Regions from separate parts of the Sus scrofa genome. Here region 1 is linked to region 2. Evidence: chromatin contacts called from public promoter capture Hi-C data. All regions are on one chromosome and are shown on one strand. Each heading gives the region's core, a stretch centred on a gene start, on an enhancer-like site or on the middle of the called end of the contact. The rest is flanking DNA. Distances are from core to core; before and after follow the strand shown.

Region 1 (2,700 bases), core at 110-2,609, 750 kb before region 2:
GCGGTTTTTTTCCTTGTTCTTGTGCTTTAAAATAGCATACGCTGATGGGCAGGTGTACCCTGGGGGGGAGCCCAGTGCGCAGGCCTGACCTCCCACCTCCTCCGCCCCTCCCTGGGCAGTGGAGCTCGTCTGCTCACAGGTGCTTCCTGTCCAAAAGGCTGCACTGCCTCCTTCTTCTTCAAAGACCCAGCTTCCTGCCCTCCCTCCCTTCTCCATCCCCGGTCCCCGAGACCTTCTCAAGCCCTGGTTCTCAACGCCTCTGTTCCAGATGCAGCAACATCTGACAAAGGCAGAGGCCAAGCTTCACACCCTGGACTCCGAGGGCCATCACAGGCTGAGTGAGTCCGTATACACAGATGTTCTGGATCAGAGCTGTTCCCAGACCTGGCAGGAGTGAGTTGAAAACCCGGCCCCTCCCTCCCTCCCTTCCTCCTCCAGGGGCCAGGCTGATGGGGCGGGGGGGCGGGGGTGGTTCACCCTCTTACCCACACACCGCCCACACTCTACTAGGGCTCCAGCCCGAGGCGGGGGACTGGCCAGGACAGAGTCTGAGCTCTGTAGAAGGGTAGCGGCCAGGGGACATGGTTGCTCTGGGACTTTGGGCTAGGGACTTCTGCTTTCTGGTCCTCCGTCTTCCATCAAGGAGGATCAGAATCTGGGCACGAAACTCGGTAGACGCCCCGGTGTGTGCAGCTTCCTGTGGGGACGGTCCCTTGTTGGCCGGGCTCCACTCTGTGCTGTCTTCCTCCCCTCCCCTCCCCTCTCCTCCCCTCTCCTCCCCTCTCCTCCCCTCCCCCTGCCTCCAGCTACGGCGTTCGAGAAGTGGACCAGGTGAAACGACTCGTAGGCCCAGGACTTAGCAAGGGGCGGGAGCCGAGCATCAGCGTGATGATCACGGGGGGCCTGTGGCCCGGCAGGTGATGGCCGGAGGGCTGGGGTGGGTGGAGCCCGGGCGGCCTGGATCAGCCCCGCTGTGGGCTGGGCAGCGTCTGATGCTCCTGCCGGGCGGCCCTAGGCTCGCCACGACCTGCTGGCACTACGTGGGGGAGTTTGGAGAAGACCAGATCTATGAAGCCCACCGACAAGGTGCGGAGGCTCTGGAGGCGTTGCTGTGTGGGGGCCCCCGAGGGGCCTGCTCCGAGGAGACCCCCCGCCCACGGGCAGAGCTCTAGACCCGCTCCTCCTGTCCTTCCTGGTCGGCCCCGAGGAGCGCCGGGCTTCCTCCGGACCTGCCCCCCTACGTTCTGCAAGCTGCCTGGAAGGCTGTCGTCTGTGCTGACACTCTCTGTCCCCACGCCCGCTTGGGGGCCCTGGGGCCCGGGTGGGGGCCAAGGTCTGCCCCCTGGACTCAAATAAAACCTGGTGACCTCGGACCCTCCTGTCTGCAAAAGGTGCTTGGGGGGGCTGGGAAGATAGCATTGCCGTTTCTGCTGACGTCCCTCCGAAAGGGCCAGGGACACGTCCGCAGGGCTTCCCGGAGGTAAGTGAGATCTGCTACGGTTGGGAATCAGAGGGACCTGTCAAAGGCATAGGGAACCAGTTATCTGAATGGTTGAAACTCCAGCTCCATCATGGGAGAAAAGAGAGGCAAAGCCAACTCTGCAAGCGGGCCGCCGGTGGACGCCTACTGCCACCGCTGCCGTGTGCCCGGTGCCCCGCCCGGAACCCTGGTCTCCCTGGGCCTACACCCATGGGCCACTCACTTTCTAGATTCTGCTCCAACCCCAGCTGGCATGGTTGGGCCCTAGGTGCCTGCAGGTTCCCTGGAACAGGCTGGCTTCAGCTCTGGGCTCTGTGCCCTGCTCTCCCCCCAACATCCTTCACACCTGAGGCCCTTTCCGTAGCAACAGAGACGGGCTCTGCGCCCGGGGCCTTCCTGGGTCTGGGTGCCTGAGTTCAGGTGGCACTACCGCCCATAGTTTCCTCTATGAGGCTCTGATGGGCTGAAGCCCTGAGAGGTAGAGCAGACACTCAATCCCCAGTTGACAAATGCAGAAACCAAGGCTCAGACAACAAAGAGGCTCCGGCCGGAGTCCCAGGCAGACTCACGTGGCCGGGCTGGGAGGGGGGTCTAGTTTGGGGGGTGGGGTGGGTCAGGGCTGGAGGCCAGAGGCTCTGCCCGGGGGGCCCTGACCACCAGCCCAGCCTCTACATCCCTCAGCTGCTCCCCATCTGCCAGAGGCTCCTCCTGCTCGCAGCCCTCACGCCAGGGGAGAACTCACAAGCCGAGCACAGGAGCAGGGACGCGGCTGGGAGCCCGCGGTGTGGCCCCGTGTTCGCGTGGAGTGGCTTGGCCCCGGCCTCAGAGTCTGGGCGCTGTGGGTCCTTTGGGTGCCTGTGTTTCTGGGCCACGTGGCACTTCCTGGCCTTGGCTCTGCGCGGGGTCCGTGTCTCTGCATGGACACGGTGTGCGAGGGGTGGGGCTGTCCCCCCAGTCCCCGGGGAAGTGCTGGGGAGGGGCCGGGAGGGAGGAGGAATGTGCTGAGGAGCAGCGGCTTCGAACTGGTCAGACGACTTGGGGAAGCTGGAAGCAGGAGCCCAGAAGGTGGAGGAGAGGACGGCGGCGGTCAGAGGGACGGACCCGAGAGCGCGGCCAGGCCGACTCAGGGCGGTGACATGAGGCTGCTCCCTGGCTGGACAGCGGTGGTACCTGTGAGCTCTCGGGGCAGGGCCTGGCCGTGGGCACAGCGACCCAGAAGT
Region 2 (2,700 bases), core at 167-2,666:
GAGTTCCCATCATGGCTTAGAGGAAATGAATCCAATTAGTATCCATGAGGATGCAGGTTTGATCCCTGGCCTCACTTAGTAGGTTAAGGATCCAGCATTGCCATGAGCTGTGGTGTGGGTCGCAGACGCACCTCGGAGCCTACCTGTGGCCATGGTGCAGGCCGGCAGCTACAGCTCAGATCTGACCCCTAGCCTGGGAACTTCCATATGCCACAAGTGCAGCCCTTAAAAAAGAAAAAAAAAAAAATTGAAAATTATCACAGTAGATTGGTCATTGACATCTTGTTACAGGACCACACCTTCTTTCAGGAGCAACATAGTTTAGATATTGGCTTGAGGAGCTGTTACTGGACACAAGTTCATGTCTCTGAGGCACAGTGAGTCCAAAACAAACCAAAAGGTCAGAGCCGCTTCAGTGACAAGACCAGATCCTTAATTGCTAGGCCACCAGAGAACTCCGGGGCAGAAGTTTTTAATAGGCAAAATTTACAGTGCTTTTAGAATCTTCTGCTCAGCCTGAAGTTAACATCCTCCACCTGGAGTGTAGCGGGGAGGGGGCTTAGTTCCTAAAGAATTCAAGGATACTTTTACACAGGTAATTTGGGAAAGCAGGAACCTGCCCTAAGGCTGCACTACTGTTTCTCTCTCTGCCCCATCTACGTGCCTGGGCTTGAACCCTAGCCACAGCAGTGACAACCCCTAGCCCTAAACCTCTAGGCCACCAGGAAATACCCAATTGTTTGACTGCTCCTCCCATGTTTCTGCATCCCCTCCCTTCCCTGATTATCAACAGTGGCTTAAATTTGCCCTTTGGAACCCAGGAGACTGAATGAAGCCTATTTCCTACAAACAAGAAAGAGTTTTCTGCCCATGAGGGCCCTGCTCCATTTCAGCGCCTCAGCGGTGCCCAGCAAAGCCGGGTGGGTAAGACTCCGAGTTTAGGAATTTTTTCTCTCTCAGTGGTCTACACAATAATTCGGCTAATGCGTCCCAAACCTCTGTGAATGAAAGAATGATTTAGTAGTTCAAAACCCATGGTCCCTGCGGTAAAACACTGCAAGAATTTATCTAAGAACTCAATATGCAGGTGTATTTCAAGTTACTGGAATAATAACCGGCAGCCAAAAGATGGACAAAGAATAAAGTTGGGCAACAAAGGTTTTAAGCCCAAGGGTTACACTGAACGCCTGGGACAAAATGGCGCTGTCCCTGAGGCGAAAAACGTCAACTCGAGCGGGGCGTTTGTACTGGCCAGCTTCCCGGTGCAACGCTACCGCCAAACTCACGTGAGCTGGAGCATCCTATGAATGCTGAAGTCAGACTCCACCCCCGTTTTCCGCCACTCCCTCCGCACATGCGCTCCAGGCCCTTAGAGGGCAGCCAGTTGCGCAGGCGCAACAGACCCCTCCTCTCACGCAACTGACGCAAGGAGACTGTAATCTGTTCCTAATCTATCCCGTGTGACCTTGAGTCTTTCCTGCCACCGAGGACCGGGGTTGTCCAACGATCTGCCTTTTCCTTCTCTTAGCCTCCTTGTCTCTCGCTGATCCCAGATCTACCGCAGCCGGCACGGAAGGACACAGCTTCCCTAACTATCATGCTACGAAGCGTTTTAGCCATAGGCCCTGATTCCGGAAGCGGCGTTCAGGTATTCTCCGATCAGGCAGCGCAGGAGACGCCTCAGCGGAAGAGCGGGCTTTCGGGGGGCAGTGATCAACCCCCGCCCCCCACCCCACGTGGTTGGAGGTTTCCAGAAGCGCTGCACCCCCGCGCCGCGCAGCTCTCATCCTTCCGAGCGCGTAGTTTGCAGTTTGTTCTTCCTACCATTTAGCAGCATGATAAGTGCCAGCCGAGCCGCAACAGCCCGTCTTGTTGGTGCTGCAGCCTCCCGGGGCCCCACTGCCGCTCGCCACCAGGTATGGAACTGCCGGGCCTTCCCCGTCGGGCTCACGGCCTGGGGACTCAGTGAGGCATGGCGCGGCCTCCGGGGTCAGAATCCTCCGGGAAAGATGAGGAGAGACTACAAATAACGGGCCTTTTTCGGTAGTCAGGGCTGCGCGTTCAAAGCTTATTTCAGGATTTTGCCTTCCTGTCTCAGGTCCTGCTGAGTCACACCTCTTTTTTTTTTTTTAATTCCACGGAATAAAGAATTGTGGCCTTTTTAACTTTTGAGATGGATTAGACAGTTTTGGTGTTGAGGTTGAGGGACGTAGTTTATTGGGACGGAATCGTTATTTTGGCTTTGGTTTCCATCTATAAGTAGAAAGATAATTGTTCTCTGTAAGATACAGACCGTTCAAGGACTTCTCTCCTATGACGTAACGAAGAAAGAAAAAGTCCTTAAGCGGTAAATTAAAAATCAGTCTCATTTATTTTTGCTTAGAGACATTTGGTTAGTTAATTTCTCAGAACCCTTACCGTAGGACTGTTTTCCATTATTTCGGAAGAAAAGCTCAAATCAGGATAAGGCTATGGAGTGATTGTTTATTATCGTGTAAGACCAAAAATAGACGTTTTAGTGGAACAAGAATTGTCTGTTTTCACTTAGGTTGGGTAAAGGTGGTCCTGATTTGGGGCCTGGCAGATTTTTTTTTTCCCCTTAAACTGAGGGCAAGATTATTAATTCACGTTGCCTTAAACTAGTTGCTTGGAACTCAGGGGAAATGTCGGAGTAAGTTAAATACATATCTGCAACACACA

Evidence for each region. Promoter capture Hi-C pulls out the DNA fragments that hold promoters and counts their contacts.
Region 1: a promoter capture Hi-C map of fetal skeletal muscle shows a contact between it and region 2, with 5 times the contacts expected there. The contact joins the promoter of SLC23A1 here to the promoter of HSPA9 in region 2. A contact is called at or near these places in 2 of 5 promoter capture datasets (fetal liver and fetal skeletal muscle), 2 of 47 Hi-C or Micro-C datasets (embryonic fibroblasts and heart right ventricle) and 1 of 2 datasets of contacts at active chromatin or transcription factors (skeletal muscle).

What each region holds. Positions count from the first base shown.
Region 1 is chr2:141,276,214-141,278,913 of Sscrofa11.1, reverse strand. It overlaps SLC23A1 (solute carrier family 23 member 1), which reads left to right and starts at 1,359. Exons shown (of 16, transcript XM_021084869.1): 1 at 1,359-1,480. It overlaps MZB1 (marginal zone B- and B1-cell-specific protein), which reads left to right. Exons shown (of 4, transcript XM_003123981.3): 2 at 269-393; 3 at 807-917; 4 at 1,016-1,373. The coding sequence ends at 1,172. LOC110259503 (a long non-coding RNA gene) reads right to left here and starts at 1,993. Exons shown (of 2, transcript XR_002341937.1): 1 at 1,827-1,993.
Region 2 is chr2:140,530,880-140,533,579 of Sscrofa11.1, reverse strand. HSPA9 (stress-70 protein, mitochondrial) reads left to right here and starts at 1,416. Exons shown (of 17, transcript XM_005661695.3): 1 at 1,416-1,916. The coding sequence starts at 1,836. LOC110259501 (a long non-coding RNA gene) reads right to left here and starts at 1,409. Exons shown (of 3, transcript XR_002341934.1): 1 at 1,287-1,409.